Linked DNA regions of Mus musculus: region 2 is linked to region 1. The links are chromatin contacts, called in public promoter capture Hi-C maps. All regions are on one chromosome and are shown on one strand. Each heading gives the region's core, a stretch centred on a gene start, on an enhancer-like site or on the middle of the called end of the contact. The rest is flanking DNA. Distances are from core to core; before and after follow the strand shown.

What was found. Capture Hi-C pulls out chosen DNA fragments and counts their contacts.
Region 2: a promoter capture Hi-C map of liver shows a contact between it and region 1. The contact joins the promoter of Icam1 here to the promoter of Keap1 in region 1. A contact is called at or near these places in 3 of 39 promoter capture datasets (the C10 cell line, hippocampal neurons and liver), 1 of 15 datasets of contacts at CTCF or cohesin (large pre-B cells), 8 of 484 Hi-C or Micro-C datasets (CD4 T cells, CD8 T cells, the HL-1 cell line and 3 more), 8 of 115 datasets of contacts at active chromatin or transcription factors (bone marrow-derived dendritic cells, embryonic stem cells, large pre-B cells and 1 more) and 3 of 9 other capture datasets (adipose tissue, liver and pancreatic islet).

The regions. Positions count from the first base shown.
Region 1 is chr9:21,236,991-21,241,244 of GRCm38.p6, reverse strand. Keap1 (kelch-like ECH-associated protein 1) reads left to right here and starts at 1,913. Exons shown (of 5, transcript NM_016679.4): 1 at 1,913-4,174. The coding sequence starts at 3,536.
Region 2 is chr9:21,013,911-21,018,164 of GRCm38.p6, reverse strand. It overlaps Icam1 (intercellular adhesion molecule 1), which reads right to left and starts at 2,225. Exons shown (of 7, transcript NM_010493.3): 1 at 2,064-2,225. The coding sequence starts at 2,130.

The DNA of each region.
Region 1 (4,254 bases), core at 664-3,163:
CCAAATTTAAAAAGCACTGTTGGGATTTGTAGAGACCTTCCAGACATATTCTGTGGGAAAATGACCTGAGATGGGTTTTTTGGTTGTTGTTTTTTGCCATTTTGATTTTGGAAGAGGGTCTCACTATGTAAGGCAGGCTGTACCACTTTGTAGCCAAGGACGTCCTTCACTTTTCTGATCCTTCTCCTCCAGCTTCCTGGGTGCTGGCATTACAAGTGTGTCCCAATTTCAGCTGTCCTGCATTTTTGTTGTTGTTTTGTTTAAATTATTAAGTTAATAGAACAAAGTAAGGTTTTACCATGCAGTCCAGGCTGGCCTGGAACTTGCTATGAGCCCTGGCTTGTCTCAAATTCACAGAGATCCACCTGTCTCTGCTTCTTCTAAAATTAAGGGTATACGACACCATGCCTGGCTTTCCTTGCCTCCCTGACCCCAGACAGAGTCTCACTGTGTAGTCTGGGCTGTTCTCAAACATTCAACCCTCTGCTTCAGACTCCCGTGGTAAATTTCTTTTGAAACTATCCTTTTCTTTGATATTTATTCATTTGTTTTCTGATATAAGGTCTTGCTAGGTCGAGCAGGCTTACTGTGAACTGGAGGTAATCCTCCTGCTTCAGTGCCCTGGTGGCTGGGATTACAGATGTGTCCCCTCAATATTCTTATTTTTAGATTTATTTCCTTTTATGTACACGAGTACTTTGCTTGCCTGTATGTCTGCGCACCACCTACCTGCATGGTGCCCACAGAGGTCAGAAGACAGCATGGGGTCCCCTTGAACTGGAGCTATGGATGGCTGTGAGGCATCGTGGCAGTGGACTCCAGGTCCTCTGCAAAAGCAACACGTGTTCTAAACCACCTTTCCTGGTTTTCCGAGACAGGGTTTCTCTGTGTAGCCTGGCTGTCCTGGAACTCACTGGGTAGACCAGGCTGGCCTCTGCCTCCCAAGTGCTGGGATTAAAGGCGTGCGCCACCACGCCTGGCTTAACTTTATGTTTCAAAGTTAATTTATGTGTGTATGTGGAGGTTATCGGACAACAACCTGAAGGAGGAAGCTTTCTACTACTATGTGAGTACCAGAGGTGGAACTTAGGTGGCCAGAATTGGCCAGACGCTCCTTTACCCACTGAGCCATCTTGATAGTTCAAGAAAATAACTTTCTCTCATAAATGCCATATGCAGCAAATAAGTATCTCTTACCATTAAAAATATATAAAGATGTTACGAGAAATACAAAGAGGCAGCTCTGGGCATTCCAACACTCCAACACCCTCAGATGAATGCCATACCTCTCCTCATGAAAACATGAACACACAGAGAGGAGAGTGTGTCTCTGGAGCACTCGAGCTGCACTTTGCAGGCTCCACATAGGGGAAGAGAATCAGTTTCTGCCAGCCGTCCCCGACCTCAACACAAGCACACACACAAATTAATGTACACAAAGCCCAGAGTGATATCCCAGCCTTTAACCACAGCACACGAAGGAGGCAGAGGCAGAGGCAGGAAGGTTTCTGTGTGTTCAAGGCCAGCCAGGGCTATGTAATGAGGCCTGTCTCAAAAAGAAGTTATAAGGCTGGAGTGATGGCTCAGCAGTTAAGAGTACTTGCTGCTCCTGCAGTGGTCCAGGGTTCAATTCCCCCATTTGCATGGTAGCTAACAACCACCTGTAACTTTAGGGGACACTGCACAGCCCACGTTGCACAGACATACATATACAGGCAAAACACCCACACGCACAAAGTAAAATACAAATTGAAATAAAAACATTAAAAAGTTATTTTACAAGAAGATAAATATCGCAACCAGGTAGATGGGTCTAGTTGGACCGTGCAGGCTGTGGGAGGGTCCGCCGGTGCAGGTTCAGCTGGAGGCGTACCGGACAGCCTAACCCGGAGGCAGCCTCCTAGGGCCGCCCAGACCCACGCCCTGCTCCCTCCGCCCGGCACCTGCAGGAAGGGCTGGAACTGCCTCTGCGTACCCGCCGCCCGTTTCCGCCCTCCCGCTCCTCCCACGCGTGCCGCCCGGGACCCCGCAGCACCGCTGCCCCGATCCGAGCCCTCCACCCCCACTCCGGTCCCCCTCCTCTCTTCCCGGAAGCGCGGCGCGTGGCGGCCCGGCGGCGCGGATTGGACGCGTGGCACCTACAGAGACACCCGGGGGGGTGGGACGGAGGTGAGCGAGCGCCCGCGGAGGATGCGGTGGGGAGCCAGCTCCGGGAGCTGCCCGCGGTCGCGCGTGGGGCCGTGCACGCGGTGGGGGGAAGCGCGTGCCCTTCTCCAAGCGCGCACCCCGCCGCCGAGCCCGTGAGCCCTCGTAGGGTGGTGGCCGCGGCGAGTAGAGGTAGGGGTCGCCCGCGGCCGGCGCCCCGGGACTCTTATTGTGACAGGGTGGCGCGCTGTGCTTAGTCACCGTGACCCGCGCGGCGGAGGCGGAGGCAGAGCGCGGCCATGGCGGGGTGAGTGAGCCGCTCCAGGCCGCGGCCCGGGACCAGGCCCTGCGGGCTCTCCCGGCGTCAGGGCTGCGCCTCCGAGCGGTGGGGAGGCCGCTGGAGCAGGCGCCGGGTACCGGGCGGCCGCTGCACAGCCCCCTGCGCAATGCCAGGCCCGAGCTCCGGCAGTGTGGTCACGCGTGACAGTCGCTCACTAGCTGGGGCCCCTGGAGCATTTCATCCCCCCCCTCCCCACGGTGATCTAATAGACAAAACACGCGGAGTCGCGACTCCAGGCTGAGCCCAGAACCTGGGGAGCCAGACGCAGACCCTCTCTTGTCTCCCCACATCTTCTTTGAAAGCATAATTCCTCCCCTGGCCCCAGGTCTCCAAGGGTCTCCTGAATCCCTCCCCGTGGGTGTTCCAGATGCTGCACACTCTCTTGCCCCAGGAGCTTGGTGTTCGCTTAGTGTTTCCTATACAGACCTTGCTTTATTTTTAGGCCTTTTCTGTCTTCTCGCTGTGTCTCTGGAGCTCAGAGCAGTCCCAAATACATAAATGGCAGGCTCTGTAAATGTTGGTGTGGTGTTGAAAGGAATCTGACATGTTGGACGAAGGCAAGGGGAGGGAAGGATGGCTGGAACAGTGAAGAGGTTGGAAAGCGGGTGTGGAGTTTTACAGGCCATTGACGATTTGGGGTTTCCATTCTTGGGCTCGGTGAAAGGTGTTGGGTGATTCTGAGCAGGAAAAGGAACATGATATGCCCTGAAGGCCCGCGAGTTGAGAAGTTAGTTTGAATGGAGCCGGCTGTGTCCAGTTTACTTGGCTTGGCAAAATCTGCACTTAGATATCATTGCTTAGTCTTGCAAAAAAAGAAGCCTGGCTGGACATGGTGGCACATACTGTAATCCCAGCACTCGGGAGGAGCCAGCTTTGGTTGCATAGTGAGTTGGAAGCCAGCCTAGGCTATGTAAGACCCTGTCTCAAATAAAATAAAATAAAGTGGCAGGGTCTGGTCTAACCCAGCCTCTGTTCCCAGCGCTGTGCTCTTCCCTCCCTCCAGGCCCCTAACGGCTAGCAGAGGAACTGTGTCTTGTCATCAGGAACCCCATGCAGCCCGAACCCAAGCTTAGCGGGGCTCCCCGCAGCAGCCAGTTCCTGCCCCTGTGGTCAAAGTGCCCCGAGGGGGCCGGGGACGCAGTGATGTATGCCTCCACGGAGTGCAAGGCAGAGGTGACGCCCTCGCAGGACGGTAACCGAACCTTCAGCTACACACTAGAGGATCACACCAAGCAGGCTTTTGGCGTCATGAACGAGCTTCGCCTGAGCCAGCAACTCTGTGACGTGACCCTGCAGGTCAAATATGAGGACATCCCAGCTGCCCAATTCATGGCTCACAAAGTGGTGCTGGCCTCCTCCAGCCCAGTCTTTAAAGCCATGTTCACCAACGGGCTTCGGGAGCAGGGCATGGAGGTGGTGTCCATCGAAGGCATCCACCCTAAGGTCATGGAAAGGCTTATTGAGTTCGCCTACACGGCCTCCATCTCCGTGGGCGAGAAGTGTGTCCTGCACGTGATGAACGGGGCGGTCATGTACCAGATTGACAGCGTGGTTCGAGCCTGCAGCGACTTCCTCGTGCAGCAGCTGGACCCCAGCAACGCCATTGGCATCGCCAACTTCGCGGAGCAGATCGGCTGCACTGAACTGCACCAGCGTGCCCGGGAGTATATCTACATGCACTTCGGGGAGGTGAGTGAAGCCGGGCTTTGGGCTCAGAAGTGGGATAGGCCAGCGTGGCGTTCTCCCCTGCGACAGGCTGGAGGAAAACT
Region 2 (4,254 bases), core at 976-3,475, 220 kb after region 1:
AAGAGAAGGAAGAAGAAGAAGAAGAAGAAGAAGAAGAAGAAGAAGAAGAGGAGGAGGAGGAGGAGGAGGAGGAGGAGGAGGAGGAGGAGGAGGAGGAGGAGGAGGAGGAGGAGGAGGAGGAGGAGGAAGAGGAAGAGGAAGAGGAAGAGGAAGAGGAAGAAGAAGAAGAAGAAGAAGAAGAAGAAGAAGAAGAAGAAGAAGAAGAAGAAGAAGAAGAAGCCAATTTCAGACAGAAGAAGGAGCATGGCAGGGGCTGGATGCTCAGCACGAAGAGGAAGAGAGTGAAATAAGAAGATCCTCTGGGTCACGGTGTCCCCAGTGCCAAATGTGGTGGCACACACCATTAATTCCAGCACTCAGGAGGCAGGAGACTCGTGAGTTTGAGGCTAGCCTGATCTATACAGTGAGCTTTAGCTACACAGTAAGACACTGCTTTGTTCCTTGGGTGGCTGAGGTTATCCCTCAGTCCTGGGGGTGGGAGGGGGCCCAGAAGCAGAGCATTCACTAACTTATGCAAAGACTTGAGGCCTGTCCGCAGCTGGGTGTGAAGGCGCAGGACTGTAAACCAAGCCCTTGGGAGGCTGAGTAGGAAGATCAGGAGTTAGCCTGGCCTGGAGTACACAGCCTGGCCAACATGGTTTCTATGTGAAAACATCAAAAAAGGAGCCAACAAGAGGCTGAGCCAGTAAAGGGCTTGCCAGCAAGCCTGACCACCTGCCCTCAGCCCCCGGAGCCCCTGCAGAGGGAGGAGGAAGGAAGTGGTCCTGCAAGCTGCCTTCTGAGCGCCACAATTCTGCTGTGGCACTAGCACATGCCTGTACAATAAGTAAATAAAGTGTAACCACTTAACTAAAGTAAACAACGAATGGGGGTGGGGGATGGAACCATTGGGGCGGCAGAGGCAGACAGGTCTCAGTCCCAGGCCAACCTGGTCTACAGAGCAAGTTGTAGGACAGCCAGGGCTACACAGAGAAATCCTGTCTCAAAAAAACAAGACCAACCAAAAAAAACAAAAAAACAAGAAAAACCAATAACAACAACAACAAAAAACTGAACTCAGCTTTCCCCTCCCCCATCTCTCCACCCTCACCCCCCCACACACGCAAAGATCCCAGTGCTATGATTGGTGGTCTGGTGGAGGTAATAACAGCTATAACAGCTAGCAACTCTCCTCAATACTTCTGGAATTATTCGGGCTCCTTGGAGAACCCTGAGGCAAGAAGAAGTCATCCAGCTAGGAGTTATGGATTGCGGGAATCCAAGTCGGGAGCCTCCTGATAGCTGCTGAACAAGTTCTGAATCTTCCTCTCTTGGGAGGACGGCAGGCGCCGCCCCCAGGCAGCAGCAAGGTGGGGAGTCCTGAGCCGGCTCACTCTGGCTCCAGGGTACACCAACCCTGGAATTCCCCAGCGCAGAAGCAGCCTGGACTTCCCCAGGGGTGAGGATGAGGAACGGGTGTCTGTGGGGGAGGGAACCGGACCTCAAGATTCACTTTAGGACGGGCCAGCCCCTCAGACCATCTGTTCCCCACCTCAGCCATATTCTGACTGCCCCATGACAAGGACTGTGACCACAGTTCCCATTGCACAGACCATGAGCCCAGGTTCTAAACGTGCATGTTTTAGGAGAGTAGTGTGTTTTGAGCCTGTAACCCGAAGAGCCGCGAGGCCTTGAGGACTGAGTTCAAGGCCAGCCTAGGCTAACGTGTCAAGGCATCATTCTCAAAACAGGAAAGAAAGGAAGGGAGGGGAAGAGGGGGACAGGGGGAGAGAGAGAGGACAGAGAGAGGGGGAGGGAGGGAGGGACTGGGAGGGAGAGAGAGAGAGAGAGAGAGAGAGAGAGAGAGACCGAGATTTTGGGTTCTGTAACCCACCCATGGAGTGATGCTACGTGGGATTCGAACTCCGGGCTGTTAGTTTTCAACCCTGGGTTTCCAATCCCACTTCCCGTTAACAGCTGAATTTATGTGATGTTCCGCTGGCCGGGAAGCAGGGATTTCGACCGCGCTCTGGGTCCTGGAGTTTGGAGACCTGCCCCCCAAAGCGACCCCACCTCGGACTCACCAGGGATCACAACGGTGACCAGGGCCAGGAGCAGAGGTAGCGTGGGCTTGGCACGGGTTGAAGCCATTGCAGGGCCAGGGCAAAGTGCAGGTAGCAGCGGAGCTCAGCACTAGCACTGGGTGCAGACTGAGGCGGGCGGCGCTTTTATAGTCTCTGGCTCACGGGGGGCCGAGGGGCGGTGCTGTCGGGGCCACTTTCCGGGAAACCTCGCGCCTTCCCCTCCGGAACGAGGGCTTCGGTATTTCCGGGTGGAGACTGTGCCCTGGCAGAGAGGGGTGGTCCTGCCTCGCTGGCCCCTGCGATCTAGGAATTTCCAAACTGAAGTAATGACATGTGGGGGGAGGTGGTGTCAGAGACCAGCAGGTGAGTCCGGAGAGAAGGCCCCGGGCCTCCAGGAGTCACGCCTCCTGGTTAACTGATTGACTACTGCCTAGTCCCCTGCGACATCAGGACCGCCATCCCCTCAAAGGGATAAACTGAGGCTCGGCATTTCGCAGGGATCCGAAATCAAGTCCTGATTTCCCCAACTACTGCAAGCCTCTTTAACCCACCAGACATGCCCTTGCCGGGGATAAGGGCTCCCTGGAATCGTTAGGGGACGCCATCCATTCAGAGGTGCCCCTCTCCCCAGGACCATGCTCCACCCACTTGGCACTAGAGATGAAGCAGCGATCCAAGCAGGCCCGGACAGATCCGCTGTGAGAAAGTCCTGCCTGAGAGGCAGTCCTCACTTCCCTTCTCCCACTCACGACTGCTCCCGCCCCCGCGGCCTCGGTTCCCCTTTTCTGCTTTGACTTCTGGGGCGTCTTGACAGCTCCCCCAAAAGGAAGGAAGATGTCTGGTCCTGTGGCGTGGAGCCCTGCACCTCCCTTTCTTAGACTGGATGAGAAACAGAACTCCGAAGAGGAGAGGCACCTCTCAGAAAGCAGAGATCCCCCACTCCCCAGCGCGCCTTATGGGGGGGTTTCCTCTCCTTCTCACTCCTTTCCCCCACTTCCTCCATCCTCTGGCCCCGCCCCGTGCTAGTTTCTCCCCTTCCCCCTCTCATCTCTCCCCCTGCTGTCTCTTCTTGAGGTCAGGTGTCAAGTAGCTCAGGGTGACCTCAAACGCCCTGTAGTTGAGGATGACCTTGAACTCCCGATCCTGCCTCGTGCTCCACTGCTCTTGCTTTTCGCAGTGAAACTGAGGCAGACCTTGAACAATGAGATTGGACAAAGAGAGATATCAAACCCTAGTCTTCCAAGACCCAGTGGCTTGCTTACTGGCCTTTGGACGCCCGAGGCTTCCTGTTTTAAGACGCCTATACAGTTGCTGTGGAGACCAGCCCTGGGCCAGGAGGTCGTGCTGCAGATGCGGAAGGGAGAGGTCGAGATGCACGTGTGCTCTTCCTCCAGAGCCCACAGCTCCCAGGCCACTCCACACCCAAGCCTGAAGCCTGGTTATTCCTAAGGAATTTCCACGGGGATGTTTTGATTGGGGGGGGGGGGTGTCTGGGGAGCGGGCACTCAATCTCTACCCCAGGACAACTATGATGGAGTTTCAGAGTGACCTCAAGGGAATCTGGGAAATCCCTCAGAGTGGATTTTTCTAGTGGTGTCACTGAGAGTCTTTGGTCCTCATTTCACCTGTTTGAGACTCCATTGCCCTAAGGTCCCATATGCAGTCTTTAGTTTGACTGTTTAAAGCGGCACCTTCTGTGTTGAGCGCACCAATCGGTCCAAGAGCTGAATATTGGAAAATCCTGCTTTGATCCTCAGTGGAGCATCAATGAGCAGAACATAACTCCTTCAACAGAGAAGCCAGCAGCATACAGCAGCAGCCTGGAAGTGTACTGAAGAGTACACTGGAACAAGACCAGAGACTGACTGGATGAGTTTAAGGTCAGTTCCACAAGACATGATTTCTTCAAGAACCATAAACTGGGGGCTGGAGAGATGGATGGGTCAGCAGTTCAGAGCAAGTGCTCTTGCAGAGAACACAGGTTCAATTCCCATCACCCTCATGGCAGCTCACAACCATCTGTAACTCCAGCTCTAGCGATCTGATGTTTTCTTCTGGACACACACACAGTCTTATGGCTGGAGAGGTGGCTCAGTGGTTGAGTGTATATCCTGCTATTGCAGAGGACTGAAATTAAGTTCCCAGCACCCATGCCAAGCAGCCAGCATGCATGTAGTACACACACACACAC